Regions from separate parts of the Sus scrofa genome. Here regions 2 and 3 are each linked to region 1. The links are chromatin contacts, called in public Hi-C and HiChIP or PLAC-seq maps. All regions are on one chromosome and are shown on one strand. The core of a region is the stretch at or near the end of the contact, and the rest is flanking DNA. Distances in the headings are between cores, read along the strand shown.

Evidence for each region. A called contact is a pair of places that touch in the nucleus more often than the background predicts. HiChIP or PLAC-seq counts read pairs in DNA pulled down with a chosen protein or histone mark.
Region 2: an H3K27ac HiChIP or PLAC-seq map of alveolar macrophages shows a contact between it and region 1. The contact joins the promoter of GRAMD1C here to the enhancer-like site in region 1. A contact is called at or near these places in 3 of 5 promoter capture datasets (fetal liver and liver), 14 of 47 Hi-C or Micro-C datasets (alveolar macrophages, embryonic fibroblasts, fetal heart ventricle and 7 more) and 2 of 2 datasets of contacts at active chromatin or transcription factors (alveolar macrophages and skeletal muscle).
Region 3: a Hi-C map of alveolar macrophages shows a contact between it and region 1, with 2.4 times the contacts expected there. The contact joins two enhancer-like sites. A contact is called at or near these places in 8 of 47 Hi-C or Micro-C datasets (alveolar macrophages, embryonic fibroblasts, heart right ventricle and 5 more) and 1 of 2 datasets of contacts at active chromatin or transcription factors (alveolar macrophages).

Annotation. Positions count from the first base shown.
Region 1 is chr13:145,957,551-145,961,923 of Sscrofa11.1, forward strand. All of the region lies in intron 12 of CCDC191 (coiled-coil domain-containing protein 191), which reads left to right. Among named protein-coding and RNA genes, the nearest start is that of ZDHHC23, 38 kb to the right of the region's middle. Within about 2 kb of position 1,406, at least 5 of the 83 cell types and tissues checked have an H3K27ac peak or open chromatin away from gene starts, as enhancers often do. A contact at or near this core is called in alveolar macrophages and retroperitoneal adipose tissue, where this site is marked.
Region 2 is chr13:146,103,998-146,108,751 of Sscrofa11.1, forward strand. It overlaps GRAMD1C (GRAM domain-containing protein 1C), which reads right to left and starts at 1,788. Exons shown (of 18, transcript XM_003132665.6): 1 at 1,649-1,788. The coding sequence starts at 1,675.
Region 3 is chr13:146,200,598-146,205,097 of Sscrofa11.1, forward strand. The region is part of intron 1 of NAA50 (N(alpha)-acetyltransferase 50, NatE catalytic subunit); the gene reads left to right. Among named protein-coding and RNA genes, the nearest start is that of NAA50, 9.6 kb to the left of the region's middle. Within about 2 kb of position 1,979, at least 5 of the 83 cell types and tissues checked have an H3K27ac peak or open chromatin away from gene starts, as enhancers often do. A contact at or near this core is called in alveolar macrophages, where this site is marked.

The DNA of each region.
Region 1 (4,373 bases), core at 156-2,655:
TATCGCAAGACATAGAATACTGGGTTTACAAGGTTTTTTTGTTTTTTTTTTTCCCCAGTACTTTAAAAATGTCACTTTTTTGTTCTTGCCTGTCTAGTTTCTGGGAAGGAGTTTGCTTTAATTCTTCTTTTTTCTCTTTGTAGGTGTTGTAGTCTGCTTGGGTTGCCATTACAAAATGCCACAAAGCAGGTGGCTTTAACAACAGAAATTAGTTTTCTGACAGTCCAAGAAGCTGTATGTCCAAGATCAAGGTGCCAGCATGATTGGTTTCTGGTGAGAGCTCTCTTCCTGGTGTGTAGAAGGCCACCTTCTCACTTTATTGTCCCATATCCTTTCCTCAGTGCATGTACACAGAGGGGGAGAGAGACAGTATGTGAGCTCTCTGGTGTCTCTTCTTTGAAGAACATGAATCCCACCCTTAGGACCTCATTTTACCTTAATTACTTCTTTAGAGGTCCCCATATCCAAATACAGCCACAGTGGGGCAAGGGGTGATGGTGGTTAGGACTTCAACATATGAATCTGGAGAGGAACACAAACATTAAGTCCATAATAGTAGCTAAGATCGGTTTCCCCCCAGATGCCTTCAGGTTTTTTCTGTCTTTGGTTTTTAGCAATTTGAATATGGTATGTCTTGGTTTGCTTTGTTTACCTGCTTGGTGGATTCTGTTTCTTATGTATGTGGCTTTGTGGCTATCTGTAATTTTAGGACTTGTTTACCCATTACTCAGATATTTTACCTGCTCTATTTTTTTCTTCTCCCTCTGGGATTCCAGTTATGCTTATATATTATATTGTGTGATGTTGTTCCACAGCTCCTGGATGTTTTGTGTTTTGTTTGTTTTTCACTCTTTCTTTTTTCTTGTCACTTTAATTTCTGTTGCCCTAACTTCACGTTACCTGATTCTTTGCTTAGCTTTGTCATGTCTGGTGATAAGCTCATTGAGGGCCCTCTTCATTTCTGTTACCATGTGTTTTTGATTTCTAGCATCTTCATTTGAATGTTAATTATAGTTTCCATATTTCTGCTAAAATTACCTTCTGATCATGAATGATGCCTACCTTTGCCATTAGAACCTTTAATATTACAAGTTATTTAAAATTTCTGATGTTTCCAACATCTCTGTCATGTTTGAGTCTTGTTCTAATGATTGCTTTATCTTCTCAGACTAGATTTCTTATCTTTTGATATGTCTGATTTTTTTTTGTTATTGAAAGTCAGACATATTGTACAGGGCAATAGAAACTGAGATAAATGGGCCTTTGGTATGGAGATTTGTGTTAATCTAGCCAGTAGCTGGGCTATGTTTGAAGTTTGTTGTTGCTGTGGTTACCACTGTTAAGCTTTGTTGTTGCTATGGGAAAGTATAGACTTCAGTTTTCACTAGTGACTCTTTTTGTTTCCTCTTTTGGCTTTAGGTCTTCCCTTTGTGCTATTCCCCAGAGAGAGAATGTCTCTTGCAGTTCTCCTAGCTGTACTCCACTGTTATTACTAGAGGTTTGTTAGTGTAGTGGAGTGGTGTGAATGAGGGGCACATTCTCTAACATTCTGATCAAGCCTCACTCTTTGGAGTACACAGTATTTGCATTCAGAAGAATTTCAGAATTCAACTCTAGGGATAGAGCTTCTTCCTGGCCCTCTGTTCCCCTCTTTCTGTATCCACTGTCTCAGACTGTACTCTATGAGGTTCCTCCTTTACTTAGGTGAGATAGGGAGGCTAGTTTGGATGGTTCCCCTTCCCAGGTGCAGTGGCATTACACTAGTGCCTTGAAGTGGTGCTGCTTGCAGATGAAGCCAGGGAGAAGAGCTGGGCAGATTTTGCAGTGGTTGCTATTTCTCTCCTCCAGCCAGAACTATGGTGGGAACTTTATCTGGATTCTCCCTGATCCTCTCTGCGAAAGTCTGGTGGAGTTCCTAAAGCAAAAAGATAGGAACCTCCCTATGACTCTGACACCCCACTCCACCCTGCCCCAGGAGCTTTACCCTTCTCATGCTGGCTTACCCTTGGCCTCTAGCAATTCACCAACATTTCTAGCTTAAACATCTTATTGGCTCATGGTATAGGGGGGCTTCTGCCTTAGGTAAACAAATACTTGGGTGTTGTGTCTTTCTACAGGTGCCTGTCTCCAGATTTAAGGATGGCTTCAGTTTTCTGGTTCATAAAAAGTCATTACTTTGCTATCTGACTAGCATTTTTCTTGCTGGAAACAAACTGCTTATACTGACCAAGAAAGTTGAGAAATACATTACTGGCCAATAGGTTGTTCTGTTTCTCTCACTATACCAAGCCCAAATCTTTTCTTTTTTAGGAAAAGTAAAATGTAACTTCAGTCTACAATAATAGACAAAAGGATTTTGTCACATAAGCTAGTTTCCATTTAGTAAATCAACTCTTTATAGCTGTCTCAGTTGAGCTGAATGCATTTATAGACTGGCTGTGTTTGAACTTTCTTTGGGAGAAGATTACTGCACTTGGCAGTTGTCTCCTTTTGCTTCTGGGCAAAAATGCTCTGCACAGTATGTTTCTCTATCCAGTATACCATGTGGTCATATTCCTTTTGATACATTGTTTTCTGCACAAGTGATTCTTTACCTCCCTGTACACTTTATATAGCCATTACCAGCAAGCAACCTCCAAGGCCATAGCAGTGTTATTCCTCTGAACATCAAAAAAAAAAAAAAAAAAAAAAAAAGAATGACACTGCAGTTCTTGTTGTGGCTTAGCAGATTAAGGACCTGACGTTGTCTCCATGAGCATGAAGATTCAATTCCTGGAGTCACTTAGTGGGTGAAGGACCTGGTGTTGCTGCAAGTTGTGGCAGAGGCTGGCAGCCACAGCTCCAATTCAAACCCTAGCCCGGGAACTCCCACATACAGGTGTGGTTGTAAAAAGGAAAAAATAATAATAATGACACTTCTGAATAAGTGCCTGCTAGGACTTGTCCAAATCCGTTGGATCCTGGATGTGTTTGATGGAAGCTTACTTCATATCTTCTAGTTGGACAGTTTTTGCTCATTAAGTTTACCAGCAAATTGTCTAACAGAGGTACCGTACTTTCTAATTGTATAGATGACCAACCCTACTGTTGGTATAGCAGAGAAGGTCACTAGGGAAATCAGTTATATCTTTGGATATAAAACATAAGATAAATCCTGTGACACCAGTTCAGGATGCAGAATTGGAATAATTCCTCAGGGATAAACCCATGACAAATTGGTTCTCTGTATTCAGGAATAAGTGGTTCTCTCTTTGTCTTAAATTTTTGAAAATTTAATTATAAAAGTGTCTTGATGTGTGTCTCTTTAGATCCATCTTATTTGGTACTTTGGGGGCCTTCTGTCTGGATATCTGTTTCTTTCTCCAGTTTAGGGAAGTTTTCAGCCAATTTCTTTGAATAAGTTTTCTGCTACTCTCTCTCCTCTCTTTCTAGGACTCCTATAGTATGTATATTCTCTCTTTGATTGTATCCCATTAGTCCCTTAAGCTATCTTTACTCTTTCTCAATCTTCTTTTTGTTCCTCTGATTGGATGAATTCTACTGCTCTGCCTACAAGTTGGTTGATCTTTTTTCTTGATCTAGCCTTCTGTTGAATTCCTCTGTTGAATTTTTCTGTTCAGTTATTTTATTTTTTAGCTGTATAATTTATATTTGGTACTTTTTAATATTTTCTTTCTCTGTTGAAATTCTCACTTTGTTCATGCATTGAACATTTTTATAACCATTATTTTGAAAATTCTATTGGGTAAATCACTTATTTCCCTTTCATAAAGATTAGTTTCCTGGAGGTTTATCTTTTTCTTTTGTTTGGGATGTAGTTCTCTGTTTCTTCCTTTTTCTTGACTCTTTATTTTGGTTTCTGTGCATTAGATAAAACAGTCCCCTCTCCTAGTCTTGACAGAGTGGTCTCATGTAGGAGATGAACCTCATCTGTCAGCCTGGCCCAAGGTCTTGGTTATCTCTCAAACCTTTGTGATTGTCAAAGCCGCTGTCTTTGTTCTTAATAGCTCTCCTTATTTAAGGATCTGTCAAGACCTGTCAAAAGGAAGGATCTCAGTCAGCACTTTGATGTAAGCTGATTAGAAGCTGTACCCTCCGGAAGCAGCTGAAAATGTATATAGTTAAGCCCCTTCCAGGGAGAAACTAGGAGATGTTTGTTTTTCCTGCTCCCTTTCGCCAAGCCCAGGTACATAGCCATGGGGCCAGGTAGCTAGGGCATTAGGGGTAGGGTTCTCCTGAACCCATTTAAAACCTCCTTGTTTGCCATGGCACTTTGTGAATGTAAGTTCCACTGGCTGTCAGAACCAGGCAATCCAGGGGCCGATCCCTCAGGTGACAGTCACAAAAGTTAGGGTGCCATAGGTGTGTACAAA
Region 2 (4,754 bases), core at 538-3,037, 150 kb after region 1:
TCCTTATCCCTTATCCCCATCAAGAGTTCCACAGATTACTGGAGTTCCCATCATGGCTCAGTAGTTAACAAATCTGACTAGCATTCATGAGGACACAGGTTTGATCCTTGCCCTTGCACAGTGGGTTAAGGATCCCATGTTGCCGTGAGCTGTGGTATAGTTCACAGACGTAGCTCGAATCGATCCCCCGTTTCTGTGGCTGTGGTATAGGCCAGCAGCTAGAGCTCTGATTCAACCCCTTGCATGAGAACCTCCATATGCTTCAGGTGTGGCCCTAAAAAAAACAAAAAACAAACAAAAAAAGGAGTTCCAGACAGTATTGACAGTGACCAAGGCACTCATTTTTTCTCTCAAAATACACATCATTGGGCTCTTGAACAAAGCACTCAATGGAACTTTCATTTTCCTTACTGGCTTCAGGCTGCAGACCTCCTATGAGAGCCATGATGGCTACTTAAACAAGTTCGAATTCAACTAAATGAAAAACAGTACATTTTAGTCATCAGTTAGACATCAAGGATGAATTGTACTAAAGAGTCTCATTCAATTTTTTTATGTTTGCCTGCTGAAAGCTTTTAAGCCTCACCTCTCTTTCTTCCTCTCTGTCCCTCAAATGGGCAAGGTGGTAAGAATGCCTGGATACTCTTTCCTTTGGTGTGAATGGGAGAGTCAAATCAAGCAAGACAGATCCTGACCACACCCAGGAACCTCTGACTTCCACCCCCTAACCACAGAAGAAACCCTGAGCCCTCCTTCCCCTGCCCTTTCAAACCAGTCTGGATCTGCTTGAGAAGACTGCCCTGTTCTTCTCTCTTCATTATGTATGTTTATAAGTAATACGTCTTTAAATACGAGTAATAAACCTCTTCATAGTGTGTGTGTGCGTGCCATCATCAATTTTATCTCCCAATCAAACACTGGGTGGGGGCCACAAGCTGCAACCTAGGTCACAGATGTGGCTCAAATCTGGCATCGCTGTGGCTGTGGCATAGGCTGCAACTGCAGCTCTGATTCCACCCCTAGCCTGGGATCATCCATATGCTGCAAGTGCATCCCTAAAAAGAAAAAAAAAAAAAAAAAGTAAAACAGATACACACAACCAAAGTAAAGCAATGAGGTTAGTGTTCAGAAAGGCATGTGACTCCTGCAACAAAAGTGGGCTTTCACCCTAAAGATTAATTAGCAAGTTCTCTCGTTAATCAAATAAGGTAGTAAACAAGTAACAAAACTAGTTGAAACCAAAAATGCGGTTAACAGCCCAGTGATTTAAACTATCTAGAGTTCTGAGCCCTTTTATCAAGAGCTAATAGTTAAGGGGATGGCATAAGACCAGATCAACATGATCCCGGTCACAATCATGGCAGTGGGGTCTGAAGCCGAGGGATCTGGACAAGGACATCTCGCTCCGAACGCCAACCCTCCACGCCCACCGGCGCAGACCTACCCACCATCGTCCAGAGGGAAAGGCTCGCAGTAAGGTCAGAAAACCCCCTCGTCGGTAACAACTTTCCAAATTACTCTAAAGAGCACCATGAGAAGGGAAGAGAGGAAATAATAACCACAGTCTAAGAGGACTCAGACAATCTTCGTGGAGAAAAGTGCGCAGTAAAGCCACCGCTGGGGAACTCGTACCACAAGAGCCACTTACCTGACGGCCAGTCAGAGCGCCTTCCATCGCGGATCCCTCCGCCGCCAAGGTACCGCGCACGCGCGTCCCGCTGCGGGGAGGGGGCGTCTAGGCCCGCGTCCCCCGCCCACCCCGAGGGTGGGCTCCGGGCTCCTGCCCGCCAGCTTTGCGAGGGACGCCTTGGATCCTGTCGGCGCGACTTGCGCCCTCTAGCGGCCATTAAGGACACCCCCGCCCCCTTCCCGATGTTTGCCTGAAGGCCTATCTTTGCTAGGAATCATGCTGTCCTTACCTATCTCCCAATCACAAATTCCTGTTCTGGCTGTGAAATGGGTTCTAGGCACAAGTCACTCCTCGCACTCCTTGCAAAGCCTCCACTCTGCTTCCCACTATACGTACCCTGCTCCAATGTGCGAAAAAATGAATTGCATGACAAGCTCCTGTTTCTTCAAATAAGATTGAAGTTAGTGATGAAAAGCTATTGAGTGTTGTAGGTCTTAGTTAGAAAAAAAAAAAAAAAGCTGTAAAAGACATTCTAGAACAATTAGGAAGTATTTTATATGAAATCTTTATTAGAGTTGATGTTACAGGATAATGAATGGTTTATAGATCAATTTATTAGTATTCATTTACAGATAATACTATATGGTGATGGAGAACGTCTTTATTATTAGAAAATTCGTGGTCAGGTATTTAGGATGACGTGTCATGGTGTCTGCAACTTGATTTCAAATGCTTCAACAAAGATAAATACCGGAAGATGAATGTGTTCCCCTCAAATTCATATATTGACAGAGGCCACTTCTGCTTTGTGAGGCCACAGTGATAAGGCCACCAGCTCTGAACAGAATGTGGGCTCTCAGACCTGACAGGGACTCTGCTGGTGTCTTGAGCTTGGACTTCCCAGACTCCAGGATGATGAGAAAGAAAATGTTTGTGTTTAAGCCACACACTCTGTATTTTTGCTGTAGCAGGCTGATTAGACTAAGACAATAGATAGAAAGAAAAATAGCAAAATGGTAATAATTATTGCACCTGTGTAGTGGGTATACCACTGTTCAGTGACTCTTTTTCTATTTCTGTATGTTTGAAAATAATCATAATGTAAAGTTGAAGAGGGGGAAGAATCAAATCCAGTTCCACAAAAAGTCAGATATTGAGTACTTTAAAAGTTTATATTATAGGAGTCCCTGTTGTGGTTCAGTGGGTTAAGAACCCAACATAGTATCTATAAGGATGCAGGTCTGATCCCTGGCCTCGCCAAGTGGGTTAAGGACCCCAAGTTGCCATGAGCTGCTCCATCTAGAGTTGTTGTGGCTGTGGCGTAGGCCAGCATCTGCAGCTCCAATTCAACCCCTAGCCTGGGAACTTCCGCATGGCACAGGTGCAGCCATAAAAAGAAAATAAAAGTATGTATTACATGCTAAAGGAAAAATTACTTAATAAGATAATCAAGAAAGGATAGGTTCCTGTCCCGTCCTGCAAAACTTTGCATAAGCTATGTTTTCCTTCAATGCTGTGTACAAGAATAGGCTGAAGAAAAAAATGACTTCCTATTCTTTGAACCTGAATCCACACCAAGAATTCTTTTTTGGATTGAAAGAATTTAATAATGCCAGTATTTTTTAAATCATTCTTTAATGGTAAAAAAATATATAGTCAGTATGTAGTTTGTAACTATTAAAATTTTTTTAAATTTTGAACTATTTCAAACACATAAAATTTGCAAATGTGTTACAATAACCTTTTCCCTGAACCTTCTGAGAGTTGGCTATCAACTCAGAATACTTTGTGAATATTTCCTACATTCAAGGACATTCTCCTAAACAATCACAATATGAGCAACAAAATTGAGGAATTAATATTATATTACTGCCTTCTAATTCTCACATTCCATTAAAGTTATAGCAATTGTTTCAATAATGTCCTTTATAGCAAAAGATTCTAGTCCCAAATAATGCGTTACAATGAGTTGCCATATCTCCTTCCCTGTGCAACATGAAACCCATCCCCTGCACAGACTCGCTCTTCATCCATCCCATCCTAAACACCCCTTGCCCAACCACCACAGTTGCTCCATCCTTCACTCTCTTCACCTTGTTCTGCTTCTAAAACCCCTCACAGTGCTGCCTCCACTAAGTAATTTAAACTATTTATAGGGGTTCCAGTGGTGGTGCGGTGAAAATGGATCTGACCAGCATTCATGAGGATGTGGGTTTGATCCCTGGCTCAGTGGGTCAGGGTCCGGTGTTGCCATGAGCTGTGGGTGTAGGCTGACAGCTGTAGCTCTAATTCCACCCCCTAGCCTGGAAACATCCATATGTCACAGGTGCAGCCCTAAAAGCAAAAATAAATTTTAAAAAAACCTATTTATAAAGGCTGAAAATGTGAAAATAATCTAATAAACAAAGATCCTAAAGTTGGGCTGAGTCAATCACTATTCAGGTTTTAGAACCAATTTAAAGGGAATGACTTTGTTTTGAAAAATCTAATTTTTAAGAAAAAGTGAATAGAAGTAGATATCAAGGAGTTCCCTTGTGGCTCAGTGAGTTAAGAATCCAGCACAGCCATTGCTGCGGCTCTGGTACTTCTGTTGTATTGGTTTGACCCCTGACCCAGGGACTTCTGCATGCCTCCGGCATGGCCAAAAATAAGTAAATATCAAATTTCTTCAAAGGTTAACATTATTTATGTTGTAAACAATGGAAGATATCATAAGAGGAAAACTATCAATGTGCATTGAAATATAAAATTCCAAAGGTGAAAAAAAGCACATTGTTTTAAAAAACAGACTTGATATCCTTAAATGCATATTTATAAACATTAAGATACACAATAAAGGATGAATCTCGAGAACATGTTGAGTAAAACAAGTGAGTCACAGAAAAATACAGTAAGGTCAGTTTATAACTTTCCAAAACATATAAAACCAAATAGTATACTGCAAATACAAAGGATACAGATATAGTAAAACTCTGAAGAGAAGCAAAACATGATAAGCACAATTTCCCTTTGAGAGGGAAAGAAAAGTGTTAGAATCAGGGAGGTATGTAGGGAACTTCAAAATGGACAGGGATATAAATTTGTTTGTTATATAGTCATTTCTGGATACCTTACATTCTATATA
Region 3 (4,500 bases), core at 729-3,228, 240 kb after region 1:
ATATTGTTTCCTTGTGTGTGTTTAGCACTTCCAGTGCCCAAACAAATAATTACTTAGATTTTTTACACACCTTATACTTGTAGTCACACAGCTTGGAGAACTGATTCACACACCACTGCTTTTTAAAAATATTTAAATTATTTTGACTCACACCCACAGCATGCAGAAGTTCTCAAGCCACAGATTGAACCCATGTCACAGCAGTGACCTGATAGCTCCCTGGTAGCAATGCTGGATCCTTAACCAGTAGGCCACCATGGAGCTCCCCCACCACTGCTTTTTTGATAACTGCTGAACCTTTAGAACAGTTACTCTTAACCGAAAGCATACCTCCCATCCCACTCTAGACATCTGATAGTGTCTAGAGGCAGTTTTAGTTGTCACGGTGGGGTTGGATGGTTACTGGCATCCAGTGGGTAAGGCTAGAAATGCTGCTAAACATCCCATAGTGCTCTAGAAAGCCCCTCACAGCAAAATTATCCAGCCCAATACAATTATCAGTTGTACCAAGACTGAAAAATTCTGCTCTAAACTCTAGATGAGATGAAAAAGAGTTCATCAGTTACATTAAGGGCCTAGAGATTCTTGGATTTACTAAAACTAATTTAGCAATTCCTTGAAATATTTGAGGTTCTGCCCTATGTCTCATAGTTCAGTAGAAAAGATAAGGTTCAAAAACAAACACAGCAGTGTAGAGGCTCTGTGCCTTGGGAGAGTACAACTTAATATAGTTCAAATGAAGTGGAAATCTCGGCAGGATGACAGGTTAAGGCCACAGTTTTTACGCTGTGCTTTGATAAGTACTGAGTAGGCTTACTTTGAGGTTGAAGGAACTTATGCTTTAGAGGAATCATTCCTGTAATTTCCTTTTTTTTCCTTTTTTTCTTTTCTTTGTCTTTTTAGGGCTGCACCCGAAGCACATGGAGGTTCCCAGGTGAGGGGTCGAATCGGAATTGTAGCTGCTGGCTTACGCCACAGCCACAGCAATGCAGGATCTGAGCCAAATCTTCGACCTACTCTATAGCCCACGGCAACGCCGGATCCTTAACCCACTGAGCAATGCCAGGGGTTGAACCTGTATCCTCAAGGATAGTAGATTTGTTTCCACTGAGCCAGGACAGGAACTCCATTGGAATTTTCTTGAAAGCAAGAGTTTAGAATCGGAATACTGTCAGCTGAAAAAAAAAAAAAAAGCATCTATTCTCTAAGCCTCTTGAAAAAAGTTTTTTTAGTCAAAGGACAGAGGGCATACTTTGATCCTTGCTTAAAAGACCTATAAATTTTATGCAGAAGTCCTTGATCCGTCCACCTTAAATAAGTGTTCTGTGCTAGGTATTTCTTTCTCTCTCTCTCATCCTTGAACAGTAACGATGACTCCTTTGAGGGAAGTCATATGGTCTGGCTAATCTTGCACTATAATGGAAATTAGACATAGGTCCTGTTCTGGCTTTATTGATAATTGGCTTTCACAGGCACATCTGTCTCTGGGGTTCAGTTCCATCATCTATAAAATGAAAGGGAATAGAGCCAGTGGAAGGTTCTAAAGTCCCTTCCAGATTAGTCACTCTTAACAAGAAGTGACCAGACAGGAGTTCCTGTCCTGGCTCAGCGGAAACAAATCTGACTACTATCCATGAGGACACAGACTTGATCCCTGGCATCGCTCAGTGGGTTAAGGATCTGGCGTTGCTGTGAACTGTGGGGTAGGTCACAGATGCAGCTCAGATCTGGCGTTGGTATGGCTGTGGCGTGGGCTGGCAGCTACAGCTCCTATTTGACCCCTAGCCTGGGAACCACCATATGTCATGGGCGTGGAGCGGCCCAAAAAAGACCCAAAAAAAAAATGACCAGTTAAAATTTTGTGCTAAGGTTCACTTAAATACCCATCTAAAGTATAAAGGCTTTAAGCTTTCTCTATACATAATTTTCTCTTTTTGCTATGTAACTTTTGCACTCTGACTTTGTGTGGAAAGACCCACTTTTGTGTAGTCATATCTCCATCTTGTGGCCTTTCAGAATATTGCCACTAAGTTTTGTTTTTACAATTATGGACATAATTGACATTACCTTTAAAAGCTAGAAACATTTATCTTGATATACTAAATACTTTACATGCATTATCTCATTTTATCACACCACTTGTTTTACAAGCCACTGGTGAAGGTTTCCTACTATTCTGAACACAAAGGTTATATGAGATTTGACTAACAGACTAATCTTGTGGTGCTGACACATATTCACTAATTAATGGGCTAATGGGCTCTATAAAGTAGGAGGTAAGTAGCTGTGTTTTCCACATCTAAGGCCTTAGTTCACATTTCTATGGATGATTGTCCTAGATATCAGTCTGCCCCCTCCTTGGATCTTTAGTTTAAAAACTTTGGTATGATGATGTGTTAGTTTGTTATGGAGTTGATAAACAAGAAAAATAATATGTCACATGAATTTACTTAAGCTAAGAGAATAATTTAGTTTCTTTAATAACTGCTGTCTTCAGTTTTTTAATTAAGGCTGTGAACTCTAGTGCCAGCAGGAACCTGAAACCAGGCATGTTAGATAAATGAGTAAGATAGAAGAAATGTAGGCTTTATGTAAAAACTTCTGATTTAAATATTAGTATTCAACTTAATTTGGAAAAACAAAAAACTGCTGAGTCAAATAGAAGTGGCCACATGGCTGATTTAACTTTTAGGCCAGGAATTTGGGGTCTTAAACTGATAAATTAAAATAGTCTACATGGTTAAATTATATTTAACCTAATCTGAAGTAAGTGGTTAGTGAGTTAGTGTAGTGGTTTAAAAACCCAGCTTTCAGAGTTAGGCCAATTTGAGTTTGGGTCACAGTTCCTCAAATGCAACATTTTATATGAAACCCACTCTGATCATACAGCTTTTCCAATGGTCTATTTTACTTCTCTGTGCCTGTCTTTAGCTTCTGTTTCCCTCATTAGACTCCTTGGATTTAGAAATTTATACACACGCAGTGGCAAGTTTATTAATTAGAATTAGTGTTTAATTTGTATGGTTAATAACAAGCTATATTACAGAAGTAAAGATTCCAAGGTAGGATGTGAGAATTTGAAAAAAAAAAATTTTTTTTTTGTCCACACCCATGGCTTGCAGAAGTTCCCATGCCAGATATCAAGGCCAAGCCACAGCAGTGACAACTCTGAGTCATCAACCACTAGGCCATCAGGGGACTCCAGGAGTTTGAATTTTTAACTGGCAAAGTGATTTGGATGTATAGCCAAATTTGAAACCCTTTTTTGGATTTTGTGACACTGCTTCTCTAGATTTTTTTTCCCCTACTCTTGAAAATTGTTTCTTAGGTCTCTTTATGGGCTCCTTTTTTCCCCTAAAATTTAAGTGTTCCTTTTAGTAGTTTTTAAATGTTCTCACTACAGACATTCTTGGTAGTGTGATCTGTTCACATAATCAGAAGATATACATTATATGCTATTTATATATTCCAGGAAACAACTCTCAAAGTGATGTTACAAAAAGAAATTCTTTCCTTTTGAGTTAAATTAATGTAAAAATTTCAGGTGCCTTCTCTCTAACAATTACTTTTATCTACTTAAAAAGTAACTTTTTACCTTCAGTATTCACAGCTACATTATTTATAATAGCCAGGAAGTAAATACAATTAAAATGCCCATCCACTGGTAAATGAATAAACAAAATGTGGTATATTCATACACTGGAATACAGTTTAGCTACTTGATACAAATTGCCAACACGGATGAACCTCAAAAACATTACACTAGGGAGTTCTCATTGTGGCACAGCGCAGACAAATCTGACTAGTATCCATGAAGATGTGGGTTCAATCTCTGTCCTCTCTTAGTGGGTTAAGGATCTAGCATTGCTGTGAGCTGTGGTGTAGATCACAGACGCATCTTGAATACCACGATGCTGTGGCTGTAGTGTAGGCTGGTGGCTGTAGCTCCAATTCAACCCCTAGCTTGGGAACTTCCATATGCCTTGGGTGTGGCTGTAAAAAGCAAAAAATAAAAAAAATTATACTATGTGGAAGAAGTCTGGTTCAAAAAAAGATCACATTTAGGAGTTCCTACTGTGGGGCAATGGGACCTGCAGTGTCTCTGTAATGCCAGGCCACAGGTTCAGTCCATGTCCTGGCACAGTAGGTTAAATGATCCAGCTTTGCCATAGCTGTGATGTAGCAGATCTGCTGCTTGGACCTGATTCCTGGCCCAGAAACTCCATATGCCATGTGGTGGCCAAAAAGGGAAAAAAAATCATTTATTTTATGAAATGTTCAGAAATTGGAAGTCTATAGAAAGAAGGTAGAATTAATGTCTGGCTTAGGGTAGGAAAGGGGATTTACCTCAAATGTGCTCTAAAGGTGAATTAATCTCCATAAGAGGACCCAGGTTGTTTTGGATTTTTTTTAAATAAGCAAAAGATATCAGCAGTTCCTTTACCAATGAAGAGATGTGTAGCAAAGAAGTGCATGAAAAGATGTTCACCATTATTTCAG